2 separate regions of the Xenopus tropicalis genome follow, and region 1 is linked to region 2. Evidence: chromatin contacts called from public Hi-C data. All regions are on one chromosome and are shown on one strand. The core of a region is the stretch at or near the end of the contact, and the rest is flanking DNA. Distances in the headings are between cores, read along the strand shown.

Region 1 (3,855 bases), core at 1,140-3,639, 40 kb after region 2:
AAGAATCAAAGAAACAAGAGGATGGAGGTCCCTGCCCCGTAGAGCTTACAATCTAAGTAGCAGTAGCAGTAACTCAAAGCAACCAATAAGATGTTTGTTTTTAACAGGTAACCAGCAATTTGTACCTGCTGATTGCTTGCTATGGGTTACTGCTCCTGGGCAAACTTAAGGTCCCCATACACGGGCCGATAGAAGCTGCCGATATCGGTCCCTTGGACCAACTCGGCAGCTTATCGGCCCGTGTAGGGGCAGAAACGATCGGACTGGCCGACCGATATCTGGCCTTAAATTGGGCAGACATCGGTCGGGCAGGTTAGAAAATCCTGTCGGATCGGGGACCGCATCGGCTCGTTGATGCGGTCCCCGAACCGACTGCCCCATTGCCGCGTGCAGAATTCGATCGTTTGGCCCCAGGGCCAAACGATCGAATTCACCTACATGCCTCCCCGATATCGCCACCCGTAGGTGGGGATATCGGGTGAAGATCCGCTCGCTTGGCGACATTGCCAAGCGAGCGGATCTGCCCGTGTATGGCCACCTTTAGTGCCTTTTATTACGTAACCCCCCATAGAGCACTAAACAGCACTAAACATGGTTAGCAAAATGCCTCGAAATTGCCATTGGACAGGGATTTTCATGAAACTTCAAAACTGCTCCCAGTAAGTCATACTGGGGGAAGCCAACGTGAACTCTCTATACTCTCTGTACTAAAAGGTAACTGAAAGGGGGACAACCCCTTTAAACGGCACCTATCACCCCTATTGTTTCCCCCACCAGAGGTATTGCCCACACTCCAGATAGGGGGAAACAATAGTTTTTTCTTTAAAAAACTGCCCCTGCCAGTGCTACCCACACCAGGAGGGAGCCCCCGGTGCAGGCAACCATGTTAGGGCACATGCATGTGCATGTGAGTGTCGCAACTCGCTCATTATGCGCATGTGTGTGACGTAGGAGGGTGATTTACATTCATCGCTCCTACGTCAGGCGCATGTGCATAGTAGTGGTGGAGATTGTTTATTATGCGTATCCATGCCAACCAACATGGCTGCCAGCACCGGGAGCTTCCAGCCCAGCACTGGTGGGTGAGTTTTTTTTTTTGAAAACTATTGTTTCCCCCAACCGGAGTGCAGGCTCTATTAGGCCACAACTCTGGTGGGGGAAACAATATAGGAGTGATAGGTGCCCTTTAGGGCAGTGGCACATGAGAAGATTAGTTGCCCGCAATATATTTTCACTATTGCAGCGACTAATCTCCCCGACATGCCATCCCACCGCAATAATGTAAATTGCCGGTGGGATGGTATACGTATTGCTTCGGTCGCCCAAACTTTGGGCAACTTAAGAACCCTGAAGCAACGTGTATGCCATCCCACTGGAGATTTACATTCTTGCCGGTGGGGTGGCATGTCGGTGAGATTAGTCGCCCACCAAAAGTGAAGATTTATCGCAGGCAACTGCAGGATTTATCCATAACCTACATGGCTAGCTATACAGTACTGCAGACCTTCCATATGAAAGCCTACCATTGTTTCTCAGGTAGAGTCTACCTATGATATCAGGAGAGACATCCAACTGAATAGACAGTCACCTCCATCCTATGTTATTACACATCAAACCATCCTTCTAATATGAAAAATTCCACCAATTTAATATTCAGAATTCATTTTGGGCAAGGCCGTATTCTTGCCACAATGTCTTTCTAAAACCTTTATCTATAGTGATAATTGGCATACACAAGAATGGGCACTGCCTACTAAATTCATACAAGGGGTATGTGATAGATTAGATAGTAAAACACCAAACAAAGCAAAAAAAAACATCACCTTATATTGGTTAGTTTATTTTTGTATGTAATGTGTATGTTCAACGTATATAGCCATTTATTGTACAGTGCCTTAGAATATGTTGGTGCTATATAAATGCATGTTCATAATAATAATAACACCTCAATTTTAATACTAGAATACACCAAGTCAATGAGAGAATAGGCTGCCTGTCCATACAAGGACATGGTGGCTATACCTGCAGGCCAATAGCGTGCCTTGCTGGCCCATGTATGCCACCTTTATACAGAAAATGAGAGAATACAAAAGGAAATCACAGGAGAAAGGAAAACCGATGAGATAATTAAAGTAGGAAGGAGGAGAGCACATACACACTCTGCTTTCTTTAAAAGATATACACCTATAATGAATGACCGTAATATAACAGCCATATAATTTTTGAACTTGTTCTTCATAAATTGGAGGCACCTGGCAGAGCACGTTAAATTACAAAACACACATACAATGAAGTGTTTATCTAAGGCTTCTTTTATAGCACAGTCTCTATCCTTACTGAGTGACTGGGAAGGAAAATGACCTTATTCAGCCGAGTGCCTTTGTCTGTGTAGTGGGAGGGGGAGAGATGTCATTGTAACAGACACCCTCTTTGTTCCACCACCAAGGCAATTTAGTAATTGGTGAGCAAATGGTACCTGGCAGACTGTTACTACCCGCTAAATAGTGTGTAATCTTTATTTCAAAGGGATGAAACTTCATTAGATATAAGCCAGAGACCTAACTACTGCAACCAGTACCTTGAAAGCTTGGAAAGCACTATTATAACCCAATGTTGAATAATATATTGTAGCCTTTGGAAGTAATTGCATTTTATTTTTTTTTATTGTTTTTAAACTATATCTGTTTTCTGCATTGTTATATTTTGCTTTTCCCATTAAGAAAATCTGTATTCAACTTCAGCTCATATTCTCAGAGCTGTGAAAATTGTAGAGCAGAAATCAATACGACAAGCCTGTTTTTATCCAGACTCTAATGAAATTAGAATTTTAAGCGTCACTGTGAACTTTGTAAATACCACGGCCATTTGGGCATTAAGTGTATGTGGAAATACATGCAAGAGTATAAGTGACCGGGTTCTTTAACTTCCATTAGAGTGAATATGTTACTTTTCTGTGCCCACAGAGACATGCTAGTTATCTGCCTGCAGTCTGCCGCAGCATGTGGCTCCATTCACACCTACACAGAACACTATTGACAGAACACTTTCACGCCTGCCCATGTGTTTGTCTCTTGCATGTGACATTTAAAGTTAAAGGATGCATTAGAAGGGCCATGAGAAGAGTTTGCACAATGTCAAGAATTCCAGGGCAAACACAAATCTTCCTTCTTTAACTAGACTGAATTTTATATTAGGGTGCTCAGTTTTCAGCCTTCATATATTCTACACATACATTTCATTAAGCTAATTAATCAACGTCAGCGTTAAACTGAAACACTTGGAATAATTATATTATTTAATAATTATAGGCTATCACAGGAAAGACAACAGAGATTGGGTAGGGGCAGGTAATCCTTGACATCCCACCTGCTGCAAAACTACCACCATGGCTTTTAATCTAGGGAGGGGGGTGTTTGTTATCTAATTCATTGACATTCCCCCCAGAGCAATAACTATTTAACTATTCATTAAATAGAGAAATGTGCCGTTTGCAGGACATTTGTGCCAACAGTTGGCTATCACATGTAAATGCTGACTTCAGAAATGAGACCCACCTGCTGACATAAGTGTGTGGCATAGCACATAGGGAAGAGGCTGGGTGTCATTACTGTAAAAGCTGTTGGAAGTTAGTCAGATGTTGCTACTCATGACAGCCGTGCCTTCTGGGGACTTGCTAAATGTAGGAAGATCAAACGATCATTCATTATATTGTCCACAACTACTAAGGAAGGTGGGAAAGGGAGCAGTGTTTAGAAGGCAATATTTATTTATCAACCGCTGACATATTACAAAGCTCTTTATTATTTAATATTAGTGGCATCTGTATGCAAATGTATAGTCTTAAATAGTTCTCTT
Region 2 (3,571 bases), core at 442-2,941:
GAGTCCACATCAAGAGAAACAAATGTTGTTAGTGACTGGCCCATCACTTTTGCATCCACAAGTCTGTAGTTTACTTTGCCATTCTGATCACTGTCAGGGTCTCTGGCCACCACTGTAGTGATATACGAGCCTGGAGCATTATTTTCCACAATAGAAGTTTCATACTGTGGTTTAGAAAATACAGGTGCATTATCATTCTCATCACTAACCTTGATCATATAGTACTTTTTGGTCTTCAGTGAGGGGAAGCCAAGGTCTTCTGCCACCACAGTCAAAGTGTACTCTGCTATATTTTCCCTGTCTAATGCAGAGGTGGTAACTATCATGTAACTGTCCTCATAAGCTTGCTGCAGTTTAAAGTGTTCATGTCCATAAAGAGTACAGCGAACTTGTCCATTAGATCCAGAGTCTCTGTCTGTAGTGCTGATAAGGGCTATAAAGCTCTCCTTTGCGGCTGTCTCTGGAATGTAGGCAGCTCCTTCATTTACGGCAGTGAGAGGAGTAATGGTGATGACTGGGGTATTATCATTTACATCAATTATATCCACAGTTACTTTACAAGTAGCAGTCAGTGGGTTGGGGCCCATATCTTGGGCTTGTACCTCAAACTCATAAGTCTGCTTGGACTCAAAGTCAACTTGGCCTTCAAGAGTAACACTGCCAGTTCTGGAGTTAATTTTAAATAGCTGACGTACCTCTTGAGATGTCAAAGCGCTGAATCCATAGACAATTTCTCCATTCACTCCTTCATCATCATCAGTAGCATGTAAGTCCAACAAAAGGTATCCCAAAGGAGCATCCTCTATTAGATCCACAGTAATGGTGCTTCTCTCAAACACTGGGCTGTTATCATTAAAGTCCAGTACTCGGATGTTAACCACTGCAGTACCAGACAGTGATGGTACTCCCCCATCCATTGCTAGTAGCTCCATTATGTACGTTGGCTGGATTTCCCTGTCAAGTTCCCTTATTAAGACCAAATCTGCATATTTCACCCCATCTGCTCTGGTCTGCATATCAATGCTGAAGTGACTATTATTTGAAATTTGAAAGTTCTGGATGGAGTTGGACCCAACATCTTCATCTACTGCAATTTCTAAAGGAATCCTGGTCCCCACAGAGGCACTTTCAGACACCTCCACATGAATTATTTCACTAGGAAAGCGAGGGCTATGGTCATTAATGTCTCTTACCTCAACTTTCACATTCAGAAGCTTAAAGTGTTCTTTGGAAAAACTGACCACATCCAAAGCCAGGGTGCAGTGATGGGACTGCCTGCAGATCTGCTCCCGGTCAATCCTCTCCATGATGCTCAGCTGCCCATCACTCTCACGGATTCCAATAAGGGAATTATTAAATTGTTTCATTAGACGGAAATTGGTGGCAGGTATATCTGTAGTGTTAAACACAGAGTGCTGTGCCAAAACTGCAATTACGGTGCCAGGAGGTTCCTCTTCATCTATGTAGTAGTGGGCAATTTCACAGTCCGATTGCAAAACCATCAGTCCCAGAAGCAGCAATGGAATGGCTCTGAGAAGCAGCATCTTGTGACTCTAGAGGAATGCAGAATCCAAAGTTGCACCAGTAACAAAGTTAAAGTTCTTTCTTGTCTAGAAACAGTGTGCAAGTGTGAATCCTTCCAGACCCGCAGTCATTTAAAACAATCCCAAGGAGTTCTTTTGTGTAGGAAGGATCCTGCTTGTCTGCTTGGTCCCATCTCTGCCCCCAGGTTATATTCCCAGAGGATATGTAAATGAATTTACTTCTAGCCAATCCCTTTCCCCAGAGACAAAGGAGCACTGGGGCAGAGCTAATGAGACTGTCATCAAATAGGTCTCACTTGGAAGTCCAACAAACTGTTATATTTTATGACAGTGGCTCAAATCAAATCAGTGTTTCATAAAGAAATATGTGAAATACAGGGGATTCATTCTTGAATGGCAACAACAAACAAAATATTTCCTTTTTCATTGAATAAAGTAAATATTTTAATATATGTTTATATATACATATATATATATTTTTACCATGTCAGTTATTAGGCAATGTTTATTTTTATGTATATATGTGACAAAATGATTGTATAACAAATATCTATCACCTAAGGGTGTAATGAATATAGATAATGGTTTAACATTAAAATATTTTTTTTAGCCCAGACTTATTAAATCTAGATTTCATCCCATTCACCTTTCTGTTGGGTCTAAACCTTCTTCAACTTCAACGTTAAGTCTCAAACCAAATATTGCACCTCTTATTTGTTGGTGGTCATAATAATGGGTATTCCTTAGGTAGATAATTATAAAAAAAAATGGTGCTATAAAAATATTCATTTTGATTTTACCTAGCTTTAACAGGGACTGAGAAAGAGAAGCATGGGTCCTTGTTAATGTAATAAAGTACAGCCCAATGGGGATTGGACAATTTATAAATCAGGGATTCACAGCTCTTCTCGAGATACTGTTGAACTACAACTCCCAGAATCCCCTTCTGTATCAGCAATATAATTTCAAGTTACTACAAATGGGTAGTAATGTAGAAAATTATTAGTAGTAATGTTATAGGTTATCATGGAAATGCATATATATTATTTTACTGTTTAGTTCTATTAATTCACTGTAAAAATGTGCAGTGCTATGTGTACAAGTAGGACTATATATAGTGAATAATGTACCCCTTCTTCAGTGCTTTTATACATCTATGGAACTCCTCTGTGACTGCTAATATCCTCATATTTTACAAAAGGGGGTGCATTATTTATTATAATGCATAATTTCCAGTGAGTCATGTGACAGAAATGTATGTATGTATGTATATTTTTATTTATAAAGCGCTACTTTTGTACGCAGCGCTCTACAGTAGAATACATTAATACAAACAGGGGGTTAATAAGATAATAGATAAATACAAAGTATAACAATAAATACAAATAAATACAAGATACAGTAACAGTTGCAATAAGTTAAGAGTCAAAGACACAAGAGGATGGAGGTCCCTGCCCCGTAGAGCTTACAATATATATTGTAAATGACATCACTTACTGCCAATCATAACTAAAGGCATTACTAAGCACAGTTTATATAGTCAATACAGTACCCCCAATTGTAAACTATAGGGATATTATAAGTCACAGAGGAGTTGATGGAACTCCGAGGTGACTTCTAATATCCTTATATATAACAGGGATTATAACTGATGACATCACCAAGCACAGTTTATAAGGATATAATTTACAGTCTGGTCCCATAGGGAAGTGACCAAACTGTATATTATAAGAATATAATTTATGAGATATTGATGGCTTTTGTGTACTATAAGAGATAAATATTTATATACTTAAATATGGCTGACTTCTAGGGGCAGGGTACTGTGCATGAGTCCAGCTGTACATTAGTCTAGTTGATTTATAGTACAGGTATAGGACCCATTATCCAGAATGCTCGGGACCAAGGGTATTCCGGATAAGGGGTCTTTCCGTAATTTGGATCTCAATACCTTAAGTCTACTAAGAAATCCATAAAACATTAATTAAACCCAATAGGATTGTTTTGCATCCAATAAGGATTAATTA

Evidence for each region. A called contact is a pair of places that touch in the nucleus more often than the background predicts.
Region 1: a Hi-C map of neurula embryo shows a contact between it and region 2, with 1.4 times the contacts expected there. The contact joins the enhancer-like site here to the promoter of pcdh8.2 in region 2. A contact is called at or near these places in 2 of 5 Hi-C or Micro-C datasets (neurula embryo and tailbud embryo).

The regions. Positions count from the first base shown.
Region 1 is chr2:131,751,507-131,755,361 of UCB_Xtro_10.0, forward strand. No RefSeq gene overlaps it. Among named protein-coding and RNA genes, the nearest start is that of pcdh8.2, 39 kb to the left of the region's middle. Within about 2 kb of position 2,390, at least 3 of the 11 cell types and tissues checked have an H3K27ac peak or open chromatin away from gene starts, as enhancers often do. A contact at or near this core is called in neurula embryo, where this site is marked.
Region 2 is chr2:131,712,348-131,715,918 of UCB_Xtro_10.0, forward strand. It overlaps pcdh8.2 (protocadherin 8, gene 2), which reads right to left and starts at 1,692. Exons shown (of 2, transcript NM_001004845.1): 1 at 1-1,692. The coding sequence starts at 1,544.